Regions from separate parts of the Mus musculus genome. Here all the other regions are linked to region 4. Evidence: chromatin contacts called from public Hi-C, HiChIP or PLAC-seq and promoter capture Hi-C data. All regions are on one chromosome and are shown on one strand. Each heading gives the region's core, a stretch centred on a gene start, on an enhancer-like site or on the middle of the called end of the contact. The rest is flanking DNA. Distances are from core to core; before and after follow the strand shown.

What was found. Promoter capture Hi-C pulls out the DNA fragments that hold promoters and counts their contacts. Hi-C and Micro-C count contacts between places; a contact is called where the count stands out from the background. HiChIP or PLAC-seq counts read pairs in DNA pulled down with a chosen protein or histone mark.
Region 1: a contact with region 4 is called in a FOXA1 HiChIP or PLAC-seq map of pancreatic cancer cells. The contact joins the promoter of Mrpl23 here to the promoter of Dusp8 in region 4. A contact is called at or near these places in 2 of 39 promoter capture datasets (hematopoietic stem and progenitor cells and liver) and 1 of 115 datasets of contacts at active chromatin or transcription factors (pancreatic cancer cells).
Region 2: a Hi-C map of myeloid progenitors shows a contact between it and region 4, with 5 times the contacts expected there. The contact joins the promoter of Muc5b here to the promoter of Dusp8 in region 4. A contact is called at or near these places in 2 of 39 promoter capture datasets (the 3T3-L1 cell line and the HPC-7 cell line) and 1 of 484 Hi-C or Micro-C datasets (myeloid progenitors).
Region 3: a contact with region 4 is called in a promoter capture Hi-C map of the HPC-7 cell line. The contact joins the promoter of Muc2 here to the promoter of Dusp8 in region 4. A contact is called at or near these places in 12 of 39 promoter capture datasets (the 3T3-L1 cell line, 3T3-L1-derived adipocytes, the HPC-7 cell line and 6 more), 2 of 115 datasets of contacts at active chromatin or transcription factors (embryonic hindbrain and pancreatic cancer cells) and 2 of 9 other capture datasets (adipose tissue and embryonic stem cells).
Region 5: a promoter capture Hi-C map of second pharyngeal arch cranial neural crest shows a contact between it and region 4, with 4 times the contacts expected there. The contact joins the promoter of H19 here to the promoter of Dusp8 in region 4. A contact is called at or near these places in 4 of 39 promoter capture datasets (embryonic stem cells, hippocampal neurons, neutrophils and 1 more).

Annotation. Positions count from the first base shown.
Region 1 is chr7:142,531,638-142,534,354 of GRCm38.p6, reverse strand. It overlaps Mrpl23 (mitochondrial ribosomal protein L23), which reads right to left and starts at 1,323. Exons shown (of 5, transcript NM_011288.2): 1 at 1,161-1,323. The coding sequence starts at 1,177.
Region 2 is chr7:141,837,741-141,840,440 of GRCm38.p6, reverse strand. It overlaps Muc5b (mucin 5, subtype B, tracheobronchial), which reads right to left and starts at 1,369. Exons shown (of 49, transcript NM_028801.2): 1 at 1,255-1,369. The coding sequence starts at 1,324.
Region 3 is chr7:141,688,820-141,691,631 of GRCm38.p6, reverse strand. It overlaps Muc2 (mucin 2), which reads right to left and starts at 1,292. Exons shown (of 48, transcript NM_023566.4): 1 at 1,188-1,292; 2 at 228-489. The coding sequence starts at 1,263.
Region 4 is chr7:142,093,841-142,096,540 of GRCm38.p6, reverse strand. Dusp8 (dual specificity phosphatase 8) reads left to right here and starts at 1,257. Exons shown (of 7, transcript NM_008748.3): 1 at 1,257-1,618. It overlaps Gm32786 (a long non-coding RNA gene), which reads right to left and starts at 2,375. Exons shown (of 7, transcript XR_870057.3): 1 at 2,202-2,375; 2 at 463-864.
Region 5 is chr7:142,576,757-142,579,456 of GRCm38.p6, reverse strand. H19 (H19, imprinted maternally expressed transcript) reads left to right here and starts at 1,311. Exons shown (of 5, transcript NR_130974.1): 1 at 1,311-2,628. It overlaps Mir675 (microRNA 675), which reads left to right and starts at 2,310; the gene lies at 2,310-2,393.

The sequences.
Region 1 (2,717 bases), core at 74-2,573, 440 kb before region 4:
TGGTGGTCCTGCTCGCCTCCATGCCCACCTGAGCAGACATGGAGAAGGACAGGAGAAACTCAAGGACTGGGATTACTAGAGACTCATAGTTCATGGTCCCCAGGTGGAGGGTGGGTACACAGGACCACCCTAGGGTCACACTGATAACCGAGGTGTGGCATGTGGGCCAGACCTCTAAGTCTTGGGAGCACCACACTGGAAGCACCAAGCTGAGGGCACCAGAGAAGTTTCAGGGCTGAGAAGCAGGTACCAGAGTTTCAGATGACTCCCAAGGTAGCATGGTGGGAGCCTCAGAAGCAGGCCCCATCGCTAAATGTTTGCCAAACTCAATGACTCAAGAGCCTACCTAATGGTCAAATTAGAGGTCTGGCCTTTTAGGGCTCTCTTAACTTCTTTTCTACTATTATTATTTTTTTTTTTATGAGCAGCCCCAAACAGCATATCTCAAATGGAACTCTTGGCTCTCTCTTCTCGCTGGGAGCCTGGTTCCCAACTGGTAGGCTGTTAACCTAGTCCTCCTCAAAGCTCAGGTCTCATCCCTGGTCTCACTCTGCCCCCACCCACCTGTCACTCATTCACGCATGGGTCCAACCAGCTCCCTGCAAAGCCAGGGGGTGAGCCCAAAAGCTGAACTAGACTGGCCCTGCCTCACACTGGCCTGGTTCAGAGGTCCCTGGTCTCCCAGCCAGTCTGCGGAAAGAAATCACAAGGTTGCCCACCAGGGAACCAGCCCTCACCCCTTCTTATTGCAGGGTCCCCCCAATTCTGCTTCCACGAGAACTCTCAAAACCGCATTAATGCTCAACCTAGGGCCACCCAACCAGTGGGTCACGTGTTTACTGAACACATGTTTCCGGCTCAGACTGTGGGAGGCTAGCACTGCTGGCCACGTGGAGACCGGTGAATGTAGCAACTTTGGGGGACTTGGGCCAGGGGTCCTGCAGGCAACGGCCAATCCTGGCTCAGCCCTGGCTGTCTGCCAAAGCAGGCTGTAGCCGCTGGCTGTGATTGACAGCCAGGACACTAAGCCGAGGTGGCCCTGCCGCGTGGACCCTGGCGGGTTTCCCGCCGCGTGCGGGCGCCTCCGGCTTCCGGCCCGGGCCCCGCACCCACCCGACCTGGGCTGCTTAGCCCGTTCCGCGGGTCACGACTTTACTCACAACACATTCCGCGCCATGGCAGCCGCACCTCCTGGTCAGGAAGGAGCGACACCCGCCCCGCACAGCGCCCGCGCTGGCACAGCGCCCCCTCGCTTCCGGAGGCCGCGCTACCCTCTCCCTGCACCGCAGGGCCCCGCACTTTCGGTGTCCCGCAAACCCCACCCCACCCCCAACCCCGCACCCGAAAAGCCCCTCCCCCACCCGTGCACCGTAAGCTGCTTGCGCACCGCCCCCGGCACAGCGCACCCCGCCTCTCAGCCATAAAAACAGTGAACAGCCCCGCCCCTCACCCGGCCCCGCAAAAAGCCGGCATACACTCTGTACCCATTTGCCCCATCCCAGCACCACACAGAATCCTGCATACCTCTCGGTGTATAGTGTACCTCCCTGTTCTTCAACCTGTAAGCACCCTACAGTACATGCTTTCCCACCCACAAGGGCACCACACTTTGCCATGAGCAGTCCCGCATCTCTGCACTGCTGGCTGGTGGATTCTACAAAGGGCAACTACTATCCTGTTTCCCCACCCCAACATTGCATGGCCCCACCAAGCACAGTCATACACCTTGTACCCCCCCCCCCAAATCTGCTCTGTGAATCTACTCTGTTCCCTTGCTGTAGGTGGTCCAGCAGTACCTTTGTCCCCACTCCCCTTTTTCTGGACTGGACGAAACCACCCCATAAGGCTCACCAAGGCCTGGCCACATAGCCCCCACCCTGTGTTCCACAGCCTAGTCTTTCTCTAGGCTCTGCCAGCTCTTTGTCCCCTTTCCCACATAAGCACATCAGAGGCTACACCCATGCCCTATCCCACATAGGACCCTAGCCCCCCTCAACAATTAAGTCACAGCCTCGCCAACAATCCCTTGGGCAGCAGAGATGGGGAAGGGTGGGGTGGACTGGATCTCTTGTATGAAGTCTACGGCCCCTCTCCCAATCCAGACTGGGTTGTTTTCCCTTCCAGGCAAGACTCCCAGGACCCCCTCCTTTCTCCTTCCCTCCCTTTCTTGGCTGCCCAGCCACATTTGCAGCCCAGCAGCACTGCATACTCCCTGTCCCAGGAGCCCCTGGCCACACCTCCTTCAAGAGGCCACTAGCCTCCCAAGGCCTTGCTGTTCACAAGTCCTCAGCCCTGCAGGTCAGAGACCCTCCAGCTTCGTCCTAACTAAGGGATCCCTGCCCATAGCTCTTGTCCCGACTTGGTGGTCTTGCTGCTCTCTCCTGCTTCCTGGCCCATCTCTCCCCATAGGTTCTCTCTGCTGCTTTCCAGCTCCCTCGGTCCTTGTTAAGTTTCTGTCTGTACCCCACGGCAACATAGTTGTGTTTGGGGGCTCAGGAAAGGAGACATGGGTGGAGATATCAGGCACATTATAAGAGGCCATCATGGTGGCTCTGGGAGAAGCATCTAGGTCACCCATTTAATGATCAAAATGACCACTGGGGTCCCCTAGGATGAAGGATTAGAGGTGAGTTGTGAGCACAGATCCCTGCCCATATCCACTCCTGTGTAGTGTTACAAAATGAATGTGGCTATGACCCAGCAGCAGATGATATTAG
Region 2 (2,700 bases), core at 120-2,619, 260 kb after region 4:
TCCACAGCCTCTCCCAAGTGTGCTTGGCCCAGCCTGTCCTCTGCCATCTTCTGGAGGGCCCCGTGGGTAAGAATACCCTCATCCCATCTCCTGCTCTATGCCAGTCTTCCTCAGGCTGAGATCCCTCAGTCTCCACTTGGCCAGAGAGTTCTCAGCCAGCCACCCCCCCCCACACACACACACACATTATCTTGGTGTGTGTTACCCATTCATACAAGAAGACCTCACCCCCACCCCCAGCCCCCACCCCCAACAGTTGTCACCAAAAGGACATTTCTGCAACCCAGGGCTTAATTTGCTCTTTACAAGTGAAGTTAGTGGGGAAGGAGAGCTGGCTGTTCAGCAGGGAGGCTCAGCACCCTGATGGACAGGACCTGACACAGGGAGAGCCCTGTTATGGGGGGATACGGCCCAGGGGAGCAGTCAGCAGCCATCAGACAACCCTAGAAGCAAGAGGAACAACTATGGCTTCTCTGGCTCTAAAAGAATGGGTTTGGAGATACCCTCCTCACACACACACATCCACTGTCTCTCTTCTTTCACAGATGCAGGAAACCTGGAGCTGAGGGTCCTCCTGCTCAGACTCCTAATCTAGAGAGCAGAGCCTGGGGAGGTGGCGACACTTGGAGATTCAGTCTAGCCCTGCTTGCTGACAGTCTTAGTACTCTGGGTTTTCTCAAGAGCAAACAGGCAAGGGAAAACAGCTCAGCTGACGAGGTCACACAGCCCACCTGACTCAGCCATTAGTTCAGACTACGGCTTTGGGTATCTTACCGGTCTGTTCTGGCTCCGGCCCTAACACCTGGAGGTAGAATCCACTTCACGGAGGCCCCAGGCTCTTGACAATCACCTCGGTACCTGTGACCCCAGCAGTGAAGGGAAGGGCCTGTCCTAACTATAGTCTCTGTCCCTGCTAATTCGGAGACAGGTCCCTCGGACTAAGAAACACCTCTGTGGTCTGCACATTCACCTCAGATTCCTATTCATTTCCAAAGCCAAGACTGTCTTCGGGTTTTCACTGGGGTTCATACCCTGAGACTTAGAGGACCTAACCTCTTCCATCAAAGTCAGGTCCTTACTGCTGGCATAGCTAGAGTGTAGGCTACAGGATCCAGAGCCCAGAGAACTTCAAGACCTGGGACCACGATGTTGGGGACAGTGAGAGGTGCCTGTCACCTCAGCAGAAGAAATCCCCAGGTGGAAGTCATCTCTCTGGGAAGATGGTTTTGAGAAGGCAAGGGGCTTCGGCCTTACCTGCTGGCCACACCATGAGCAAGGCCACGGAGGCCCAGACCAGAGCCCAGCTCCAGTTTCTGCTGCCCATCCTGGGGGCAGTACAGAGGGCAGGCAGGAGGGACTGAGACAAGGCACTTGCTCCCTGGGGGCCTGGACTTATGTAGCCAAAGGCTTTGGCCCAGAGCCCAGTTCCCTGGCCATGTAAGGCACGGTCTACTCCCTGCACAGCCACGTGTGTTTGCTCTTGGGGAGGGGCCATGGCAGGAAGAGGCCATGGAGAAGGAAGGATTTACATCACTGTGCCACCAGAGTGCTCCCACCCCTTGTGGCTTCTGAGAACTGGGAGGGAGTGGACAGGGTAGGGAGATGACTACTCTGGATTCGAAGCCCTGGGCCTATGGGGTGGGTATTTGGCCAGGCGGCCCTGTGTCAGCTCCTCTAGGAGACTAGACACTACAAGGATCAGGGGCAAAGGGACAACAACCTTGGCTTGTGTTTGCCGGGGAAGCTGACCCCAGGTGCTAGGCACTGGGTCCCCAAAGTATCAACAAGGCTGTGAGGGTGGGCTCAGGAAATTATGCTCCAGATGGTCATGGGCCTGGCAGGGTCCCTGTTCTGTGTAGCTTCTGAGGGTCTGTGGAGAAGGGGAACCCTCACAGAATCTGAGAAAGGATGAGTCTCTGGGCTCCTGTCTGCTGTAGAGCTCACGCACATGGAGAAAATGAGGCCCAGTACTGGTTTTGGCCAAGGCAGGCCATGAGCTTCTCTAGTTGGACTCCACCTCTTCCCAGGGTCAGCTTATTAACCCTGGGCCTTGACAAAGGAAATGACCAAGGGTCTCAAGGGCCCTGGACCTACCTCAGGCCTCAGCTCTGGAACTTGTAAACCCCAAACTGCGGGACAGTGGGGCAAGGGCATAACCGGGAGTCTCCTGACCCACTGTCCATCCTGAAATGGGAGTCCCGGGGGCTCAGCTCTCTTAATTGTGTTGGTTGGGTTTCCTGAGGGTTCTGGGGAGCCATTTCCTGAACCATGAACATATCCACCAACGCCGTTTCTACACTGCCACAAAGAGCAGGGTGCACACGTCTAAGTTTCTCTTCCCTGTTAGATACATACAGAATACAGTCACATTCCTTCTGTTATAGCCACCAGGAATGGACACCAGATCTGACCACCCCTGAAAGTTCCTAGGGGTTGGCCATGTCAGGGAGTGGCACAGTGTTCAGGTGACTTTGGTATCACGAAAACCCCTCCCTGTCTGCCCCCATCCTTATCTTTCTGAGACTAAATTCCTAGAGATGGAACAGGAAAGGGAAAAGTCTATGTGAAAAGTCTGTAAACTGTTTCAGAACCAAGAGGTCAGCGGCCATCAAACAACAGAGCACAGGAGGTACCCCATGAGGACATGGGGAGGCGGGAACCCCGCTCAGTCAACGCGCAGCCAAGTGGGACCACTGCTAG
Region 3 (2,812 bases), core at 43-2,542, 400 kb after region 4:
GAAAATCTACAGGGGACTCACCAGATAAGAAGACCCTGGTCTACAGAGGGAACCACCCAGTGTTTGTTGAATGAATCTATGGATAGCTCAAACCTCAAACTTAGGCATGTACCAGAGCAGAAGAGATGGTATCCCGGAGGCTAGCTAAATTATACAACTTGCTCTAAGGAGCCAAAAGCATCCCCCTAGCTGCTAGGACAGGAGAGAAGAGTAGTAATCGCACTCACATGGCCCCGTTCACCACTGCCAGCTTGTGGGTGAGGTAGATGGTGTCATCCTTAATGGTGATCAGGATAGACTCTATCTGGGAGTGACCCCCAGCCTCGCCCAAGCCCCGCTTCAGGTGCACAGCAAATTCCTTGTAGGAGTCTCGGCAGTCAGACGCAAAGTTGTAATCACAGAGGCCAGGGAATCGGTAGACATCGCCGTCAAAAGTTTTGTAGTGGAAGTCACCCCAGGTGCTGCAGACGTGGTTTCGGGATCTGGCTTCTGGGAGAACAGTGGGGACACAAGGTGAGACACCCGGGTACAAGAAGGGTTTCCCTGAGTCCACCCTCCAAGTTAATCCCAGAGGTCTCCCTATGAGAGACCCATCTGGGGCTCCAAACCAGAGTTTCTGGTTCCCCCTGTAGAAGCAGTCTCTGTTAAATATTGGTCACCCCTCTCAGTCAAGGTGATAATGTGGAGTCCAAGCAGGTAGAAAAGCAAGAAAGGCCTTCAGGCAATATGGTCACCCTGTCTACCTCAAACCTCTCAAGGGAATCTCCATTTAGCCCCTTCCACCAGCAAGAGGCTGGGATGGGTCCTTCAGTCTTCAAGAGTTCCCCCTGGGACATCCCCCATCTACAACTTTATCTTGATGGGACAGAAGTGTCCCATATGGACACCCAGTCCGTTCTCCAGAGGCACTGGCTTGCCGAAGGTCCTCTATACCTGGAGCCATCCTAAGCTTGGCTTCTTCCAGACATCCAATGCCTTCCCCCCTCCCAGGGACAATGGTCCCTCAGGGGTCCCAGCTTCTCATCCTCAGCTTTCAACCGCAGAGTGGTGGTAAGAGCCTTAAGACCAGTCCCACTGCAGTGGTTCTGTCTGGGGACGCCCTCCTGTTCCAGAAGCCCCTTCCTAACTGCCTTCCCACCCTCAGGGGATTCTGCCTGTTCCCTTACCCAGATCACCCAGCCCCTTACCTTTCTGGAGTTCCGAGCCCTTGGCTAAGGCCAGGACTAGGCACGCAGCCACCAGGCGAGCTAGTGGCAGCCCCATGGTGGCTCACGAGGGTGGCACAGAAGAGCATCCCAGGGCAGGGGTCCAGGACTTATATGCTTAGCAGGCATCCGAGGGCGGAGGACGAGGGAGGTGCGAAGGGTGGGTGGGGCATTTGCCAAGTTATCAGGAAAACAGCTGTGGGGGCTCCATGGGTCCCAGAGAGGAAATATTGATTCAGGTTATCTGAGTTTATCTTTATATGACTCCCTGGGTAAACTTGGCCTTCCTCAGGATGTCATAGCCCCAATTATCCCAATGCCAGCACACACCCCAGGTGAACTAACTCCATTCCTTTAAGCTACAAGCCAGGCCAGACTCAGGTTGGGAAAGGCAGGAGGTGCCTGCTGGAATTACATCCCACAAGGTCTGCCATACCCTTCTCAATGCTCTCAGGCCCAGCCCCACAACCTCCAGCCCAGCCTAGATAGAATAAGGAGCTTTCAAGTGTCCCCCGACTCCATTCTGTTTCTCCACGAGCTGTGTGGGCTGAGACAACCGTGCTTCCTGCTGCACCTCACTTCACGTCATCCAGGGAAGACAAAGAGTGGCAGGAAACCAAGACTCCAGAGGGACGGGTGTCTGACCCCATGTCATGATGCAGAAGGCAAGGAGCAGTGGGGACGCGGGGGGCCACCTGTCTCCGTGGAGCCTGCTATACTCTACTGAGCCCAGCTAAGTCCACTCTCTAATCCCCTTATTTTCCCAGGCTCTGCCAGTCTCTGGAATTACATGTAATTAAAACTTGGGCAGCCCTCAGCCTAGGCAACAACTCTCATTGGACTCGTGTCCCTTGGGTACAAGAGGAAGTAGCTTGAGTCTGGAGAGGCCACTGTGTGAGCATGGGGTCTGAGCAGAGGGGTTAGCCCCAACCCCAGCAGGTCCTGTCCCTGCAAAGTGTCCTGAGTCTAACAATTCTCACAAAGGCACGTGGGCTCAGGCAGCCTGTTCTGTGTTCCTAGCCACAGCTGTTACACGAAGGACATGATTCTTTGAGTAACCCTGGTGACCTTCAGTCCCTGGGCTTGCCCCGAAGCTGCTGCTGCCTCTCCAACATCTGGAAATGCCTCCAAGAATCAGGGGGCTGCATCAGAGTTGGTAAAAACCATAAACATGATCCTACAAGAGACACCAGTGCCCAAGGTCCACCCATGCTGTAGCTGGAGGGTAAACTGAGACCTGGGGAGCAGCCCTGCCCTCCATACTTCCTCTTCCTGAAAACAAGGAATGGTCCTGACTTTGGTTAGAGTACACACAGTGAATTTGGTCACAAAGTACCTCAGGCTCCAATTTTGTCCCCAACTTCCAGAGGTGAGTGAGGAGAGATGCATCGATGGTCACAGGCTCCCTGAATGGGGGGTGGGGGTGTGTGGCATCTCCTTTCCTAAACTCTTCCCCCAGTTCTGAACAACAGCCACATCCTGGGCTAGAGAGACAGTAGTGCTAGTGATGGTACTGTCCTATGACGCCACCCATCTAGTCCTCTGGGGCCTCAGTCCCATCCTAGCTGGAGCCAGAACAGGTTCCACGCACTACAAAGACATCAGAG
Region 4 (2,700 bases), core at 8-2,507:
ATCTATACTAGCAAAGGAGTGCTCCTTCCTTTGTGCCTGCTTCACTCTCTGTGACCCTTCCTTCAACCAGCCATCTCCTAAACTCTGCCCTTCATCGAGTGAGAGGCTGGACTTCCAGGGAAAGTTCAGGACACTCCACCCCCCTCCCACCCCCCACGAGACTCATATTATCTGGTCACCTCACTGTCCACCTAGTCAGGGCCACGTTTTTGAAGTATCTGAGAAGGTCTGGCATCATGGTGGGTGCTAGTAATCTCATCACTCAGAAGGCTGAGACCAGCCTGGCATACAATAAAGAATTTTCTGCCAACCTGTTCCCGAGGAGGAGGGAAAACTAAGGGAAACGTGGCTTATGTTTGCAGGTGGACCACTTTGGCACAAGACTCCCCTTCCTCTGAGACCTGCCTGACCCCTGTGTATTTCTGCCCTAGTTGTAATTACCCATGTTTTTTGAGTGCTCACGTGGTTGTGTTCACACAGTGGGATGGAGCCGACAGTCCCCAGCGGGCAGGGGAGATGTCCGGGTGGGAGTAGAGGTCGTTTCCAAGCGGCTTTTCATTGGAAGCTGTCAAGAACTGGATGTCATAGGTAGGGGGGCAGCGCCGCCCTGGGGAGCACACCGGTGGGTCTGGAGCCCCGCCCCCTGATTTCCCGGGATGAGTGACCTGAGGCAAACCACATCGCCTAGGAGCTTCTTCTGCAAAGTGTAGAGCTGGACTTCCACCTCCAGGGGTCGTGGAGAGGACAAACGCGGATGCTGCAGGTAAGGCCCTTTGCGGCCGCAGCTCTCCATGACCCTTTTCCCTGGGCCGCACTGGGGCAGGGGAGGCGCACTCTGGGAGGGCGTCCTCTCGCGAACAAAGGCTAAGGGAAGGAGAGAAATCCGTGACAGGTTCAGTCCAGGCGGGCCGAGAGAGGGAGACCCTTGCATACTAGGACAGTAGACGCTGGTTAGAGTGCCGCGAGGCAGAGGGTTCTTGGGGATACCAGGAGCCCTGAGCTGGGAAGGCTTCCTGGAGGTGGGGAGCTGCGGCGTGCGTGGCCCCTTTAAGAACCGATGCCCGAGAAGCTTGGGGCGCGGGGGACGGAGGGCGGTGGCAGAGAGACCCACGGCCGCCGCCAGGGCTCCGCACCCAGCGCCCGCTCCGCTGACGTCACCTGCCCCCGAGCGGCTCACTCTGATTGGCTGCAGGTGACGTCAGGGGCTTTTTCGCTCGGCATGACCTCATCCCCACCGGCAGCCCCGCCCTCCGCCCCGGGCCTGTCACTCGCGGCTCCCGCGGTGGCCGAGCCGGCTCCGCGGACCCCCGCCCCACCCGGACGCCGGACGCCGGACGCTGAGCCGGGCCGGAGCTGCCGGCCGCGCCCGCCAAGTCGCGGGCTGGGATGCGCGCCGTGAGCGCGCGTGCCCGACCGCAGTACGCGCGCTCCGTCCCGAGCGAGCGCTCCCCGCGGTGGCGGCGACGACGGCGGCGGCGGCGGCGACGCGCCCCGCGCGCCTCTCCGGCCCTTGCCCCGGCTACGCGGGCCCCCGACGGGCCCATGGGTGGCGGAACGGAGCGGGCGCCCTGAGCGCGGCACCGGCGTTGGGGGCAACCCCAGGGCAAGCGAGAGCCAGGTGAGCCAGGCGCTGACAGCGGTCGAGTCCTAAGCCGGGTGTGGGCCCAGGACGTGCGGAGGTTTTTGCGGTTGTGTGCCCTGAAGGAAGAAGCTCTTTGGAGCACCGAGAATAAATGGCTCTGCCCCGCGAGCGGCGCGCGCTGCAGATCCGCGCCTGCAGTGCGCTGTCTTTCTCGGCATATTCCTTCTTATCTGGAGGGATATATATAAGAGACCTAGGGATTCGCGGGGGAGGGCTGAGATCCAGCACAGATCGGTGAGAGTCCCTGCGAAGCGCCCCCGCTGGCAGCCAGATTTGGAGAAGGTCGTCCGCGGCTGCAGCGGGCAGGGGGATGCGAAACCTCCGACGCCAGAGGGTCGGCTCCGGCCTGCGGTAGGCTCCTTATCTGGAGAGGAAGCTATAGGACCCCCCCCCACTCTTCGACTCGCATGGCTGTCCCGTCACCCCCACTTCATGGTGCTCCACTCGCCTCTGCGGATAAAGAACATCCTTACCCGACGCAGAGGCTGTAGGCGCGATGCTGGGGGAGGGGCCGGCACGGCTGCCTCCTGCAGCCTGTCTCCCTGGCCTCTCTGCCTACCTTGGGAGGGAGCGGCCAGTCAGATGCTGCTGGTACCCTTGTGCCAAACCTTGCAGGTGGAGGAGCAAGAACAGGCTCAGCTTCCACTAGATCAGACCTCTTGGAATAAATTGGCCTCTGACTCCTTGTTGACAGGGTGTGCTGCGCCTGCAGCAGATAGATTGGGGGCCTTGATGGTGCAGTGATGGGGGTGGGGGACCAGTGTGGCATCTGCAATGCTCTGTTGTGCAGTATGGGGTGGGGGTGGAGGTGCTTCGGGTCAGGGGCACGGCTTCTTTCACAGTATGAATGAATTCAGAATGGAAATCCAGTGACCTGTAGACCCAGCCTCACATTTACTTGCCCCTAGGGTAGCTGGGTGGGTGAGGGTAGCTTACAGTGCCAGGCTCTGCCCTGGGAGATCAGAGTCCCCGTGCATTCACTATTTGGTTAGCAGGCACCTGATACAGATGAGCAGATCATGTGACCAGGAGCTGTAGGTTCATCTTTATGTCTGACT
Region 5 (2,700 bases), core at 62-2,561, 480 kb before region 4:
GAGACCAACTGCCACCACACCAGTGAATAGCTTACATGTGATGGCCAACCCTCGGCCTTTAGTCTGCTGATGCTGCCAGGGTTCTTGAGGCTCATTAGAAGATGGGGTCATTCTTTTCCATCTTATATACCGATCTCTGAAAAGGATCATTTGTTTAAGAGCGCAGAGATAGCCACAACCACCACAAGGTGACAGCACAGACACACATTACAGCGCCAAGATAATAGAGGCTGGGGTCTATTTATGACCAAATTGGAGGTGTCCGTCAGTATCATAACTTAGGGTCCACCCACAGCAATGACCAGGGCTTTTCACAGAGTAAAAATGAAGGATCACTAGGAGCCAGAAATGAGTACTCAGCTGACATGCAGCCACTAGGCTGAGGATCTGCCAAGGTGCTATTGCACCTCACATAGGTGAGAACCACTGCTGAGTGGTCATGACTGGTCAGCCCTTGAGTCCTCCTCCCATCTGGAGCTCCGGTCACTTCCATCTAGAGCTGCTCTACTCTCTGGTGCCCTGATTTGTGGATGCTGACTCTGTGGATTTCAGCTGCATAACTTTCAACAGAAGCTAAGAGCAATGGTATACGCACGCACGTGGCTGGAGGGACAGGGCATCTCTCCTGTCCCCATTCTATCACTGATAGTAGTACTTCAGTAGGATAGGGAGACCATACTGTGCCTCCGGTTGACTGGGGTGACCAAGACCAGACTGTAAGATAACTAATAAAACTCATCGCAAGAGAGTCCTGACAAACGTGACGACTCACCCAGAAAAGGGACGGTGAGGAGTGCCCAAATTAGCTACTACCTTGTTGAAACCACTGCGGCCAGATAAGGTCAGTCAAGCAGACTAGGACAAAGGCTGGGGGTTAGCCACTCGTAGGCTGTTCATACTCCGTGGGATAGTATGAGACCCATGCCCTCAAATTCCCATTGTGGTCATTATACAAACTGAGTAAAGGGCAGCTTCAGTGTGGCAGGGTGCCTGGGGCACCACCGTTCTATGAAGGGCTTCAGCAGGCTACGGGGCTATATGTTCTCGACATCAAGGGAGATATCTGGGGACAATGCCAGGCCCTGTCTAAGGGATTCCAAAGTGGGAGTTGTGGTGAGGCTGTCTTTGGAGAATTTCAGGACGGGTGCGGGTGTGGGGTGAGGCGAACGTGCGCTGGAACGATACAGGGTGGAGGTGGGCCCTGCGGGGGCCCCGGCGGGGCCATGTACTGATTGGTTGACAGAGTAGGGGCGGGAATTCTGGGCGGAGCCACTCCAGTTAGAAAAAGCCCGGGCTAGAGGGCCCGAAGCACCGGGTGTGGGAGGGGGGTGGGGGGTGGGGGTGGGGGGTATCGGGGAAACTGGGGAAGATGGGAGAGCTGGAGGAGAGTCGTGGGGTCCGAGGAGCACCTCGGCATCTGGAGTCTGGCAGGAATGTTGAAGGACTGAGGGGCTAGCTCAGGCAGAGCAAAGGCATCGCAAAGGCTGGAAAACATCGGAGTGAAGCTGAAGGGCCTGAGCTAGGGTTGGAGAGGAATGGGGAGCCAGACATTCATCCCGGTTACTTTTGGTTACAGGACGTGGCGGCTGGTCGGATAAAGGGGAGCTGCTGGGAAGGGTTCGACCCCAGACCTGGGCAGTGAAGGTATAGCTGGCAGCAGTGGGCAGGTGAGGACCGCCGTCTGCTGGGCAGGTGAGTCTCCTTCTTCTCTCTTGGCCTCGCTCCACTGACCTTCTAAACGAAGGTTTAGAGAGGGGGCCTGGTGAGAAGAAGCGGCTGGCCTCGCAGCAGAATGGCACATAGAAAGGCAGGATAGTTAGCAAAGGAGACATCGTCTCGGGGGGAGCCGAGACAGAAGGAGGCTGGGGGACCATTGGCGACCCCAGGTGGAAAGAGCTCTTAGAGAGAAGAAAGAAGAGGTGCAGGGTTGCCAGTAAAGACTGAGGCCGCTGCCTCCAGGGAGGTGATAGGAGTCCTTGGAGACAGTGGCAGAGACCATGGGATCCAGCAAGAACAGAAGCATTCTAGGCTGGGGTCAAACAGGGCAAGATGGGGTCACAAGACACAGATGGGTCCCCAGCCGCCACAACATCCCACCCACCGTAATTCACTTAGAAGAAGGTTCAAGAGTGGCTCTGGCAAAGTCCCAAGTTTGCCAGAGCCTCAATAACTGGAGAATGGAAAAGAAGGGCAGTGCAGGGTGTCACCAGAAGGGGAGTGGGGGCTGCAGGTATCGGACTCCAGAGGGATTTTACAGCAAGGAGGCTGCAGTGGGTCCAGCCTGCAGACACACCATTCCCATGAGGCACTGCGGCCCAGGGACTGGTGCGGAAAGGGCCCACAGTGGACTTGGTACACTGTATGCCCTAACCGCTCAGTCCCTGGGTCTGGCATGACAGACAGAACATTTCCAGGGGAGTCAAGGGCACAGGATGAAGCCAGACGAGGCGAGGCAGGCGGGGCAGAATGAATGAGTTTCTAGGGAGGGAGGTTGGGTGCAGGTAGAGCGAGTAGCTGGGGTGGTGAGCCAGGGAGGCACTGGCCTCCAGAGTCCGTGGCCAAGGAGGGCCTTGCGGGCGGCGACGGAGCAGTGATCGGTGTCTCGAAGAGCTCGGACTGGAGACTAGGGTAAGTGTCTGTCCCGCTCGTGGTCACCCAGTCTCCTCCCACGCAAGTTCAATTAACTCATGTCTTCATTTC